Linked DNA regions of Triticum aestivum: region 2 is linked to region 1. Evidence: chromatin contacts called from public Hi-C data. All regions are on one chromosome and are shown on one strand. Each heading gives the region's core, a stretch centred on a gene start, on an enhancer-like site or on the middle of the called end of the contact. The rest is flanking DNA. Distances are from core to core; before and after follow the strand shown.

Region 1 (7,161 bases), core at 1,848-4,347:
TTCACTGAAACATATTCTCCAGTAATGAGTGCAACCACTTTCCGATATCTTATATCCTTGGCAGTGCAAAATCGTCTATCTATGCAGTTGATGGACGTCGTGACCGCATATCTTTATGGGTCACTAGATTCGAACATATATATGAAGGTTCCTGATGGAATCTCTGTCCCGAATAAAAATGCAAAACGCAACATGTATTGTGTAAAGCTGAATAAGTCATTATATGGCTTAAGGCAGTCGGGACGGATGTGGTACAACCGACTCAGTGAGTTCCTTCTTCAGAAAGGTTACTCCAATAGTGATGATTGCCCATGTGTTTTCATCAAGAAGTCCTCTACAGGATTTTGCATTATTTCTGTGTATGTTGACGATCTCAACATCATCGGCAGCACACCAGACATTGATGAAGCACGCAATCACCTAAAGATGGAATTTGAGATGAAGGATTTGGGTAAAACCAAATTTTGCTTAGGTATTCAACTTGAGCATCTTCCCTCGGGAATCATGGTACACCAATCTGCCTATATCCAGAAAATATTGGAGAAATTCAATATGGACAAATCCTATCCATCTAAAACTCCCATGGTGGCTCGATCTCTAGACATAGAGAAAGATCCGTTCAGACCAAGGGATGATGGAGAAGAGGTGTTGGGACCTGAAGTTCCATACCTTAGTGCTGTTGGAGCGCTTATGTATCTTGCAAATTGCACAAGACCTGATATTGCATTTGCAGTGAATCTACTTGCTAGACATAGCGCAGCTCCCACCAAACATCATTGGTCTGGAGTGAAGAATATCTTTCGATATCTCCAAGGCACAAAGGATCTTGGCCTATTTTTCAAGTTCCAGAAAAATCAGGACTCTGATATGATTGGATATGCAGATGCCGGTTATTTGTCTGATCCCCATAATGCCAGATCTCAGACCGGCTTCGTGTTCCTACATGGTGGCACTGCTATATCATGGAAGTCTTCGAAACAGACTCTGGTGGCAACATCTACCAATCATTCTGAAATAATTTCATTATTTGAAGCAACATGCGAATGTGTATGGCTTTGCAGAATGATAAACCACATACAACAGTCATGTGGAATGGGTTCGATAAAATCACCTACCATTATCTATGAAGATAATGCGGCCTGTGTTGCGCAGATGCAAACAGGATACATCAAGAGTAATATCACCAAGCATATTTCTCCTAAATGGTTTTTCCCCCCATAATCTTCAGAAAAGCGGGGAAATAAGCATTCTGCAAGTCAAATCATGCGACAACCTTGCTGATTTATTTACCAAGTCTCTACCAAATTCTACATTTGTGTTCATGGAATTGGTATGCGAAGACTTGGGGACTTGCAGGTGTCAGGGGGAGTCTCTTCTTGAGATATCCTTATTTTAATGACATCACATTATGCTATCTTTCTTTGTGAGTATATGTTTCAGGATCTCATCAAAGATTTTATGAAGAACTTTTGAAGGAGAATCTTTTGAGATGATAGAGCTTCCCGGACAATCGTGAAGATAATTCTACATGGTCAAGCGTAGATTAGGGGGAGTGTTAAGATTAAACTATAATCTGTAATTAAGGGAAATCTCCCCTTGCCCATCGAACGAGTTGCACCGGTACGGACGCCTGTGTCCGTTGCAACCGTCGCCTCTCTCCCGTCCTCCTGGAACCGATGCATCTTTTCGGGATCGTCGCGTCTCTCCAGGAAATATATATACTCTCTGTAACCATTGACAAAGGATAAATCACTTTCGATTCAAAACAGAAACCATGCTCTCTTGTAGCTTGGCTACAAGGATCCCTGGACCGACATATCGGTGACTAATGGCACCTGCAGTATGTCAAGGGATATGCTTCCATATGAGTCCTCGGGACCCTACCATTGTTAGAAAGATATCCTTTTGCACTTGCATCTCTACCCCTCTTCTTAAATTACTCTAGTTCAGTTCATAATAAGAGTATACCAAATCTGGTCATGAATCATGACTGCTAAATTAATATCATAATCATAGCGCAGACTAACACATGATTTTGATTGGTTCATACGTCTCCGTACAAGGAATGCGTACGCAGTTACGCAGTCAAATGAAGCCGCCGAGGGAGAGGCTGAGGGTGGCCTGAAGGTCGAGCCGCCAGAGGTAGCCGCCAGCGTCTAGCCGCCACACGTCGCACGGGGCCACGAGGGAACCTCGGCGAGGGCATGCGTACGGGACGTGCACCCGACAGGTGAAACCGGCACAGGAGCCCCACGCCGGCACGGGGGCGCCATCCTTGGCGGCGAGCACCACCCGCACCTCGGAAGCAGCCGCCGACGGGGCCATGGCAGCGTCGGCGCCCTCCCTACCGGACACTGCCCGGTTGAAAGCCACGTTTGTCCAGGTGACGCGGCCGCACTGGTCGGACACGAACGTTGGGCCCTCGTCGCCGCCGCAGGCCGCAGCGTACGGCTCCTCGCCGTCGCGCCAGATGCCTGTAACGTCTTCAACCGTCACCCAGGACACCACTTGCCTCAAGGCCTGCGGCGGCAGGACCAGTCCGGCAACGTGGGCAGGCGCCAGATTCGCCACCGGCGCCGCCCCACCGAACCCCTCCTCTGCCGGCAGCACAGGCATGAGCGGCAGGGTTGCAGGCAGGGGTGGAGGAGGCGACGAGTCGACGGACGTCATCCCCGACGAGGAGGAGGACGGCGAGGACAAAGGCTTGTCCTGCACGTAGTCCAACTTTTGCGTCGTCGGTGCAGCCACAGTGGCTGGCTTCTTGTGCTTCCGTCCCCTCCTCCCAGTACCCCCTGCAACCGCCTTCCGCTTCCCCTTCCCAGCCGGCACGGCCGGCATCGGCGCAGGCGCCATCGCCGCCGGCTTTGGCGCGATGGGCCTAAACTTCAGCATGGCCCTTCCCATGTGCCACCCCTGGCCTGCCTGTGCCTGGGCGGCCCCGGCTGCGTACCTCGGCGCCAAGCAGCACCCTCCCTTCCTCTCCATCATACACCACGCGCCTCGGTGGAAGCAGAACAGAACAGCAGCGACTAGTCTCAGCTACACTGAGTGCTACTTTCTCGGCGCGGTGCGAGTAGACCACGGCGGCAATCAGGTTGGTTTTATACAAGGACGCGCAAGGGACACGCGTCAGGGAGCACAGGTGTCGCGAGTGGGCGCGGGCTATGATTGGTCTCGCGACACCACCTGGCCCCCGACGGGCAGCGGCAGCACGTGAAAGGCCGTGACCCCATTGGGCGCGCTCGCCATGGCTGCCGTGGCACGCAAGCGGATTAAATATCTGCTATGAGTACCAGACTAGCCAGTAAGAGAAGAGATTTGTACTAGCGCTAGCGCGACGTGTCCCTTGCTTGCTGCCCCATCCCTAGAACGCAAGAGAGCGCAAAAGGCGTGATTCGCTTCGGCCACAAGTACAAGCACGCGCACCTCACTGAGACGTGGGCCTGACCGAGCTATGAGGTCCACATGTCTGTGGGGCGAAGTTCGAGGTTTTGCGTGTGATGTTGCTGCGGGTAAAGGTGGCGGTGGTCGGGTGGGTAGAGTGGGGGTGAGGATTTTGGACCAATGGGAGTGCGTCCAGTGTGCAGCGCTTTATTGGTGGGGAGGGAACACGTAGAGCGGTCAGAGGGACCGTCTGGAAGATCGATGGCTCGTGGCCCCATCGCTGCTGCTTTATCTTAGGGAAAGGAACCGTGCACCAAAACTACTAGCCCCACACAACATGGTCCAAGTCTCTAGACTAGTGAAAGTGAAGTTGTTGTACCGTCCGTGCGTTGGACATACTACTCTCCAGTTGATGCATCGGCCTACCCTAGGTCGGCGCAAGCATTGCGACTTCCTACTTGCCAGCAGAATCAAAGCTACCTTGCCCTCCACCCATACGTTGCTGAGTATCACGCAACACTTAGACAGCCTTAATTTTTACTCGGTTTTTCTTGATTGATAAAATAGGGATTGGGAAATATTACTTCTCTATCAAGGGGAGTTACAAGGCTTCAGGACGGTGACTTCCAAAAGGGCATACATGAGACGGCAAGGGTAGTTCTGTAACTTTTAATCAGCACAAAGTCCTCACTGTAACAGCAGGCAAACAGCCCATTCTATAACGAGTTACAAACTTGAGAAGCAGCATACAAGATACAACTAAGACAACCACAAATCGCAAACCTGCCTTTTGTTAGCTAGTACCTCCTTGTCATGTGGTTATCTGAACCATCCTGTTCTCTATAAAATCTAGCAACAGAATGTAAAAGTCGACAAACAACAGTCACTATTTTACAAGTCATTTCCAGAGCTTGACAAGCCTGTCATGACTAACTGAGGCAACCTTGCCTGTTGCGCTCGATGCTGCTAGGGCTGCAATTAAACCGTCATGAGCATTGTTGAAGGTCATGGCATTCTTCTCCCTGATGTCCCAAAGTTCCAAGGACTGCACGGCAGAGTATAGCAACACACACTATCAGCATGCTCGCAAAATGGAGTTTCTACACTCAAGCTCAAATGCACCCTCGTGAACAGTAAAGTTGAAAAGGCATTTCTATGGCGCTGGGTGAAAAAAACAAAATTGATGCTCCAAAAGGACTTTTTTTAAGCATTTTAGAGTGCTATTTTGTTATTTTTGCCCAAACCTCCACGAATGTGATTTCATCACCAAAATGTGCATGAAGGAAGAAAACTAAGATCGAGCCCAAATTCAATCAATTTTCTATTTATTTTTTTCCTGTTCATAGAGGGGCATTTGGGCTCGGGATTAAAAGGGCACTTTCGAAACTTACCTCGTAACAACCAATGACTAGCAAAGAAGGGTGAGCTGGATGGAAAACACATGTTTGAAACTTGTTCCCACTGCAGTTCAACTCATTCACAAATTCACCGTCCTGCCCAGAAGTAAATGACCATATTCTGACAGCATCTTCACTAACAGAAGCAAGATAGTCACCCGCAGAGTCCCAACAAACTGACTGAATGTCCTTTGCATGACCCTGCATACATGTAACAGAACTTCCCACTCAAAAATCCACCACCACCACTGGACGACAAGATACTTGCAACTTCTTTTTTGAGATGGAAGAAACATACAACTTAACATAATTAAGGTTCATAAAATCCCTAGAGGAAATACCATTTGAATCATAATCTTTGATGCCTTTGATATATATAGGAGATGATTATTAGCAAAGAGGAACTTATTCTGGGTGCACTGGTCTGATCATGCAGTGTCTACCTAATGGACCATGCTCCGTTTGTTCCCTAGCAGGTCAAATGGAAACTCTTGGACCAAGGAACACAATTCTACAGAAAGGTGTAAAACATATTTCAGTTTCGTCAAACCTACTGATTAAAGCCTCCTAGTGCCAAGGGCATATAGTGAACCTTCTTTGTCCACTGCTATCTTAGACAATTGGTATGCTTTTACTACTGGAGAAACTAAAGACATGGCACAGCATAACTTGCACAGTAATGAGTTCTCCAACAGCTGATAAAAAACAGCCACAGTGCCCAAACAACTGCCGTTTGGGGCACTTTGGGCCAAAAGGACCAGCTCCAGCAGATGATGTATCTCTACTTGATGATGCAAAAAATTGTGGGCAGCCCAAAACTTCAGCCCCAAGTGCTGCCCAAAAACCTCTAGTGGCTGCCCAATACCAAAACGCTGCGGCGGGAACCTAACTGCCACGCTGAAACTTCCCCATCGCCTGATCATCGCCCGGTTCTGACATATTCTCGCCGCCGGTCCCATAACGACCCCAGCCCGGAGCCACCCCACCGCTCATTCTCGTCGGCCAAGACAACCGCCACGACCCCAGCCGCTGCCGCCGATTCCGGCCATTCCCCCCACCCCCTCCACCACCAGAGAATGTCACCGTCGCTCCACCATTGGCCGTCGAGGTCGATTAGTGGCCGGGCGACCTCCAATCCAGCGGCCAGACCACCGCCAAGCTGCCAGACCCTTTCGGAGCTCTCGGCGCGCCACCGCCGGAGTTGGCCGCTCCCCCGGCTCCTGGTGCCTCCCGTCTCCTGTCCTAGGCGGCCCGGCGACCATCTCGACCCCGGCAACCTCCGCCGGTCGAAGTCAAGCTCGGCTCCCGGCAGCCGTCAGCTCCGCCTCCCCACCATTGGATCTCATGTTTCATTTGCTTTCCAATTTTTTGTCATCTGGAAAAGCAACAGCAGCCACGATACCCAAAAACCTTCTCTCCCTCCTACCCTATAATCGTTTTCTGGAGATGCTCTTATGAGAGGGATGTAAATGCGTTCTTAAATGCTCTCAGCAAATGTTGTAGCTGATCTTTTGGTAACAAACCTGTAAAGGGCTTCTACAAGCATGCTGTGTCTCCCCATCAAGTATGTAGATAGCCTTCTCTGATGCAGCTGCTAGATATTTTCCTTTGCGGGGTTGAAATCTCATCTGAGTGGCACCTCCCTGCGAAGATAACAATATGAGAGAAAACCATCAAAAAAATAATTGTTTGAGCAGAAAATTGTGCAGTATGTGAAAATCATAACTGAATAGGCAAATACCTTAAAAACCTTGACACAGGTCAGGCAGCTACCATTGTTAATGCTCCAACTGCGGACTTCCCCATCACTATCACAGGAGCAAATAATATCTTCTTTGTTGGGATGAAAATCAAGTGACATCACAGATGCTGAATGACCCGTGAAAGTACGGAGTGAATAGTCAGTCTGCACAGTCAAATCAGTTAGTCACAACAAACTAAGATTGCAGCAGTTTCTAATGCAATATCTTCGTACGAGAAATACATTGAAAGGAGGAAACAAATGCTAAGGAGTATACAAAGGAGGAAACAAATGCTAAGGAGTATACATTGTCAGCATCCCAAACCCGTACGGTTTTGTCAAAGGAAGATGTAGCAAGGCGGGACATGCTTGGGCTAAATCGAACATCGGTTATCAAAAACGAATGCTCTTCTAACGACGATTTAGGCTTCAGGGGATCTGTACACCATAAAAGAACCTGCAGAGGAGCAGGTGTGTGATTGAAGGTTTTCTGACAATGGTAGAATATAGCTACTTCTGCATCAACAGCCACACCTTTTTATCATGACCACCAGTAGCAAGCAATTTGCCATCGGATGAGAAGTGGCAACAAACAACTTTACTTGCACTTGCACGTGCTTTTGCAACCTCAGCAAAGCC
Region 2 (7,161 bases), core at 2,200-4,699, 610 kb after region 1:
TGTGACCTTTTACTATTCACATAAAATATTTAGGTAGCAACCTACTACACATGAACCACAAATAATTACCACCAATCATCATTAGTAGGCGTGGCCACAATATAGAGGGCCTCGTCAAAAAGAAAAAAACGCTCCTCGCGTGGCTCCCCAGGGCGACGCCGGGGGCCCAACCCTAGCGCCGCCAGAAGCCCCCCAACCTAGGCGTCTCCCCTACCGCCGTTGTCGCCGGTGTTGGCCGCGGTGGCGGCGGCAAGGCGCTGAAGGTGCCTGGGTGGTGGTTCGCGGCGGTGACCCAATGGTGCGGCTAGGGAAGTGCCTGTGGGGAGATCGTGCGCGACGGCCAGGGCAGGCGGCCCTAGTTGTGTTGCGGTGGTTGTCGCCTCCATGGTCTGGTGCTTCTTTGGCGACAGTTGGTGGCGGTGGGCCGTGGATCTGATCCTTGCCCAGATCCTTCGTCGGTGTGGCTCTTGGTCGGCCAGCGGCGCATAGGGCCAGTGAGGGGCAGCTGGAGTCCCATTGTCGGTGTTCCGGCGGCTGCGTGCACCTTCGCTGCGCGGCTCCGCACGGATCTAGTCAGCTGCGGGTTTGGAGTGGTGCGACTGCCGGTGAAAACCGTGTTGACTTCTCGAGGGGCATCGGTTTGGAGCAGGTGCTGGCTAGAGGAGCCATGAGATGGAGCGGTGTTGCATCTACCACATCGACGACGGCGGGTCTCGGCGGCGTGGCGTAGCCGAGTCTCAGCAACAGACGCATGCAGAGTGGTCGCACTATTTGGCGTCGTGGCGATGTCAACGGCAGGGCCGGTGAGGGTTATGCATGGTCCCTGTCCTGAAGACGGCGACGGCTTCCAAAGCATGCGCATGCGGTGCATGAGGGTCTATTGGACCGGTTTGTGCTCCCGGCTCGCTGTTGGGCAGCTTGGTGAGGCCTCCGGATCTAGATGGTGGGGCTTCACTGAGAGGTCAGGACACATGGCCCTAATCATGGCCACTCCCATCATTGAGCTTGTGGGGTAGCGACAGCAGCCACAATCGAGATGGCTTCAGGTTGATCGATGTATTCTTTTTGTCAGGCTTCGTTGAATACAACACCAACAACAAAGTTTCAACAAAGTCTTTAGTCCCAAACAAGTTGGGGTAGGCTAGAGCTGAAACTCATAAGATCTCGCAACCAACTCATGGTTCTGGCAGAAGGATAGCAAGCTTCCACGCACCCCTGTCCATGGCTAGTTCTTTGGTGATACTCCAGTCCTTCAGATCTCTCTTTACGGACTCCTTCCATGTCAAGTTCGGTCTACCCCCGACCTACCATGACATTATTAGCATGCTTTAGCCGTCCGCTATGCACTGGAGCTTTTGGAGGCCTACGTTGAATATGCCCCAACCATCTCAGTCGATGTTGGACAAGCTTCTCTTCAATCAGTGTTACCCCAACTCTATCACGTATATCATCATTCCGGACCCGGCCCTTCCTGGTGTGGTCACACATCCATCTCAACATGCGCATCTCCGCTACACCTAACTGTTTAACATGTCACCTTTTAGTCGGCCAACACACAGCGCCATACAACATTGCGGGTCGAATAGACGTCCTATAGAACCTGTCTTTTAGCTTTTGTGGCACTCTCTTGTCACAGAGAACGCCAGAAGTTTGGCGCCACTTCATCCATCCGGCTTTAATTCGATGGTTCACATCTTCATCAATATCCCCATCCTTTTGCAACCCCAAATATCGAAAGGTGTCCTTTTGAGGCACCACTTGCCCATCAAGGCTAACCTCCTCGTGCCTAGTATTTCTAGAATTGCACCTCATGTACTCGGTTTTAGTTCTACTAAGCCTGAACCTTTCGATTCCATGGTTTGTCTTCATAGCGCTAACTTCCTATTAACCCCTGTCCAACTATCATCGAATAGCACCACATCATCCGCAAAAAGCATACACCATGGGGTATCTCTTTGTGTATCCCTTGTGACCTCATCCATCACCAAAGCAAAAAAGATAAGGGCTCAAAGCTGACCCCTGGTGCAGTCCTATTCTAATCGAAAAGTCATCGGTGTCGTCATCGCTTGTTCGAACACTTGTCACAACATTATCGTACATGTCCTTGATGAGGGTAATGTACTTTGTTGGGACTTTTGTTTCTCCAAGGCCCACCACATGACACTCCGCGGTATCTTACCATAGGCCTTCTCCAAGTCAATGAACATCATATGCATGTATTTCTTTTGCTACCTGTATCTCTCAATAGGTTAGTTGTTGTACGAAGAAAATGGCTTCCATGGTCGACCTCCCAAACATGAAACCAAACTGATTTTTGGTCACGCTTGTCATTCTTCTTAAGCGGTGCTCAATGACTCTCTCCCAGAGCTTCATTGTATAGCTCATCAGCTTAATTCTACGATAATTAGTACAACTCTGAACATCCCCTTGTTCTTGCAGGCTTTGTTGAATAATTTAATAAAAATGATCGTGTGCATCATTTTTTATGCAGAGGCCGGGGGTCCCAGCCTCCTTTTCGGAAGAAAATATTATCATTATTAGGCTTTTCTTTGCGAGAGAATCATCATCAGTAGGCTTGTGAAACTGCAACCTCCTGAAATAACGAAGCTACTTCGTGTTCAAAAGTGCAGCCCTCGTGAAAATATTACCAATTAATAGAGAAGTACTAAAAAAATTCATCGTTTCACAATAGATTTTGACAAAAATCGCACACTCTATCAAAACCTAAGCTTCGGAACGAAATTAATTGTATACTAAAATCACTAATACAAACTTACACAGACAGTCTAGTCGGGAAGTGAATTAATTGTATGCAAACAGGACACAAATCGTGCCTGCAATTACTCGCTAAGCTGAGCCTACCCGGAAAAGAGGAGCTAAATGGGAACCGCTGAGAAATAGGAGCTCCCACAAAACGATATTCCCCTCTCGCTCGCTGCTCGCAGGTACTGATCTATCACAATGCTCGCCCAGGAAGCACCGTGACCGCAGAACTCCACGAATCAACACAAGGAAGCATGCAACAAACCAAGGATTTTAGAAGATATCCTCACATCTTATCCGCCTCCCAGTTGGTCTGCGACTGAGACTGGGACTGAGACTGAGATTGCGACATGGCTCCGCACCCGGCGCCACAACCTAGCAAATCCGGAGGCGCCCACGAGAAAGGAGCCCGGCCAGGGTGGTGTTTCCCCCCGACAAGCGCCTCCGCCTCTACGGCGACTGGGCGCGGGCAGTGACGCGCTAGCTCCCCGCAGCCGCCGGGGACGGTGGGCGCGCGTATCTCTCCCCCGCAGCAAGGGCAAGCCCTTAGGGGTGACTGGGTGGGGGAGGCGAGAGGAGAAGGTTGGATGCGTCTGCAACGGCGGGACGGGAGGAGAGAGTGGAGCGTAGGCGTAGCAGAGAGAGAGGGGTGGGAGAGAAGTGGAGAGGAAGACAAAATCGACGGGAGGGAGGGGAGAGGGGGATTGGCCGCGCTGCGTGTACCAGAGACTTGTATGGGAACTGATGGTTTGTGTATGACGCGTGGGTCCAGGAATATTAATTCCGTCAAGGGGCCTACTGTCAATTCTTAGGGTTCAGCGTGGAAGCCATTCATACGTTTTTTTTCTTTTCTTTGCGAAGCTTTTACATCACGGAGGCTACTGGAGTCTGGAGACATGGTGATAAATTGCATACTTCCAAAATACTGCGCAGCACGCAAGTAACGCACATCGGCACCATACAACCGAAGAATTTGACTTCCTCAGAAAAAAAAAAAGAATTTGACATCAAATTTGGACTCAGACGATGCCCGGTAGCTTTGTGACTGAAATTTTGATTTTAGGACATTGAAAAACATCGACACATAAATGATCGCTTTGACTATTTTGTAATTGCAGTCTCACAACTAAAATAATGTGCACTTAGAGTTTTTTTTAACACAGTACAGACGCAACATATACACGCGCATACACTCACCCCTATAAGCACCCCCGAAAGATTGAGCCGGCATATCATTTTCAAATTTAGGAAGCACCATAGGCACCTCGTCATTGACGGGAACGTCTCCTCCCACTGAATGCGCATCGCCGGAAATCCTGCAATAAATTCAGGAATAAATGCAAGCACCAGGACTTGAACCCTGATGGGCTGGGGATACCGGTCCCTCTAACCATCCAACCACATGTTGGTTCACATGTGCACTTAGAGTTAATCTGTGATTTTTGAGTAGTCAAAGAATTTTTTTCTCACAGTTCTTTCTTTCTTTTTGACAGTATTCGGTTAGTCAAAGATAGCTATATGCTACGTACTAGTAGTTGTTTGTTGAAGAAACCAGGCTCACAATTACGTATTAGCAACATCTTTGTTTGATTGATACGATTGGTAGGTGCTAATCATGAAGGTTCCACTGATTATTCGAAAGACGCATTAATTAATCAGTACTACTACGTCTGTGTCCTTCGAAGCGTAAGGGAAAAATCACTGGCAATCTGTATGTTAAGTTCGTGGAGAAACCCGATCGATATGTTTAGTTTATCAACTGGACAGGGGTCACGTGGGTTTGTTGCATGCTGTTCTCTTAAGCAAACAATGCCTAATTGAAGTCTGTTGGTTCAGTGGCATGTCTCTCACCCATTATCCTGAAAGCAATGTGACTTGTAGAGATTGCTTCTCAGGAGTAAAAAGCATAAAACCATTACTATCATGGTGACATTAGTAGAAAAATCACCCATTTTCTTTTTGTCAAAAAAAAGACACCGACGTTAAAATTTTGCCAAAAGCATTGAACGTCACTTGACGCTGATTCAAACGTGGCAAAGGGCTGGCCGCGGAGGTGACGGTTGTTAACCGCCAAGGGCCAAGGCGTTAAAGATGACCACAGTCCACAGGGGCCACCCGTCTCTCTCTCTCTCCTCTCTCTCTCTCGCAATCCTCCCGTTTCACCTCCCACGCAACGTCGTGGCGGTCCTGGTTCTCATGCAGCATGGCGAGCACCATGTCCTTGGTATTCAGCGGCAGCGGGAGTGTAATGTTGCTCAACAACATGGTGCTCTTCCCCGCAAGGCTCGTCTACCCCTCCCATGTGATGCACAAGCTCGATGCCCACCACCTCCTGCAGGCACACCCGCGATGGTGGCGGCAAAGGGCGGCTCGATGACACTCGACGAACCTCCCTTGACGAGGTCCTTGATAATCCCTCCGTGCAACGAATTGTCGTAGCACTTTCCCATGATGGAGGTGGTAAGTATGGAGTGTTGAACCCACAAGGAGCTAAAGGTAGATTAATATTCTCTCGGGTCCTATATGCCACTGATACAATCCTACGTACACTAAGTGTTTGCTTTACATAGAAAATAAAACTATAACTACTTTGCAGATAAGAAAGGGTAGCTTTGCAAGACAATAAAGAACTTCAAAATAAAAGTTATGTGTTGTTTAAGTAAAATTACAATAAAATAAAGATAGCGAGTATGAAAAAAGAGGTGGTAGGATATCCGGAATTGTCCCTAGGCAATTAGTTAAGTTACTAGACCGATCGTCATCATTGCAGTTTTATATGTGGGAGAGGCCTCTACTAACATACTATCCTTACTTGGAATCATACGTACTTATGATTGAAATTATTAGCAAGCATCCACAAATACTAACACGCGCATTATGTTAAACTCAACCATAGCATTAAGATATATTGTTCCCCTTCATCCCATATGCATCAATTTCTATGGTGTGGCAAGGTAACTCTGTCACTCCGGCTATCGTATGCATGGTCCTATCAACATATTACTGGCCCTAAGGTGTGATCCACGCGTGCTAATATGATGGGCACCAAAGGACATCAACATAACAACATGCAACTCGAAATAACCATAGCAATTCACCAATTAACCATAGGACAAAAATAATCTACTCAGACATAATAGAGATGCAATAGACCATCGGTAAATAATATATATATATATATATATATATATATATATATATATATATATATATATAAGCATCAAACACCAAGTTCAAGTAGGGATTGCAGAGGTTTGTGGGAGAGTGGATCATTGTATAGAGAGGTAGTAAGGTGATGGAAATGTTGATGGAGACGGCGGAGTTGATGATGATTCCCCCGGCGGCACTCTGGCACCACCGGGAAAGAGGGGGAGAGAGGCCCTTCCTTCTTCTTATTCTTACTTGGCCTTCATCCTAGATGGGAGAAAGTTTCCCCCTTTCGTCCATGGTGTTCTTGGCCTCCCGGGAGCATGAGCCTCCCCCGAGATTGGATATTGGAATTTTCTTTGTCTCTCTGCGCTGAAATCTGAGAGCTTTCACCGTTTTATTGACCCCGGGAGATCCGTAAGTCTGGAAATCTAAAAAACTTATGGCGGTTCCTCAACTTCCGGTGCAAGATACCCTCCAAAGGGAAACCCCAACCGACCTCCATAGCCCCCAAAAGGGCCCACCCCATGGATAGGGGGTGTTCACGTGTGGAGGCCATCTTGAGCCTGTGGAGCTCCTCTCTGGGTTGGTCCGGGTCCCCTTAGTCTCTTATTTTCCAAAATAAATCCTCGTAAATCCCTGTGCATTTTTTAGCTCCACAAATGTGGATTTTCTAGTAAATGAAAAACATGCAGAAAATAACACCTGGCTCTAGCACTAATTAATATGTTAGTCCAATAAAAATAATATTAAAGTGCATCAAAATCATATACAATTGATGTGAATATAGCATGAGTACTTCAAATATATAGATACGTTGGAGACGTATCGGTCCTGCGTGGGGATTTCCTCAAACAACTTGGCTGCGATGCCAGACTTCGTGTAGACCTCTAGGACGTTGGCCTCGGTCACGAGCGTGTCGGGGTTGGATGAGGTGAGCTTGGGCCAGTGCATCCATTTTGTCTCCCATGCATCATCATCGCCGAGTACTCCATCTTGTAGCCCTCCATCGCTGGAACCCACATTGTCCCTACCACCTACCTAGCTCGGTTCGATTCAGCGCTCATCGCACCCGCGGGAGCAGAGTGCGCCACCTGATGAGAAATGCCAATGATGAGGTGTTGACCACCTCGGGACGTTAATGGCGTCCAGCCGATCCTCAGAACCCAAAATCAGCGCATCCTCTTAATACCTGTTTGCTCAAATCAACTGGACACCCCCCCGGTTTCATCAGGGGCGGTTGGTAGGCAT

What was found. Hi-C and Micro-C count contacts between places; a contact is called where the count stands out from the background.
Region 2: a contact with region 1 is called in a Hi-C map of leaf, with 5 times the contacts expected there. The contact joins the promoter of LOC123078536 here to the promoter of LOC123074525 in region 1. A contact is called at or near these places in 2 of 5 Hi-C or Micro-C datasets (both in leaf).

The regions. Positions count from the first base shown.
Region 1 is chr3D:299,942,126-299,949,286 of IWGSC CS RefSeq v2.1, forward strand. It overlaps LOC123074525, which reads right to left and starts at 3,098. Exons shown (of 1, transcript XM_044497341.1): 1 at 1,856-3,098. The coding sequence starts at 2,988. The coding sequence ends at 2,086. LOC123078535 (transcriptional corepressor LEUNIG) reads right to left here. Exons shown (of 18, transcript XM_044501078.1): 13 at 7,057-7,161; 14 at 6,830-6,979; 15 at 6,523-6,687; 16 at 6,305-6,424; 17 at 4,776-4,982; 18 at 4,040-4,429. The coding sequence ends at 4,283.
Region 2 is chr3D:300,552,622-300,559,782 of IWGSC CS RefSeq v2.1, forward strand. LOC123078536 (transcriptional corepressor LEUNIG) reads right to left here and starts at 3,450. Exons shown (of 18, transcript XM_044501079.1): 1 at 3,054-3,450. The coding sequence starts at 3,115.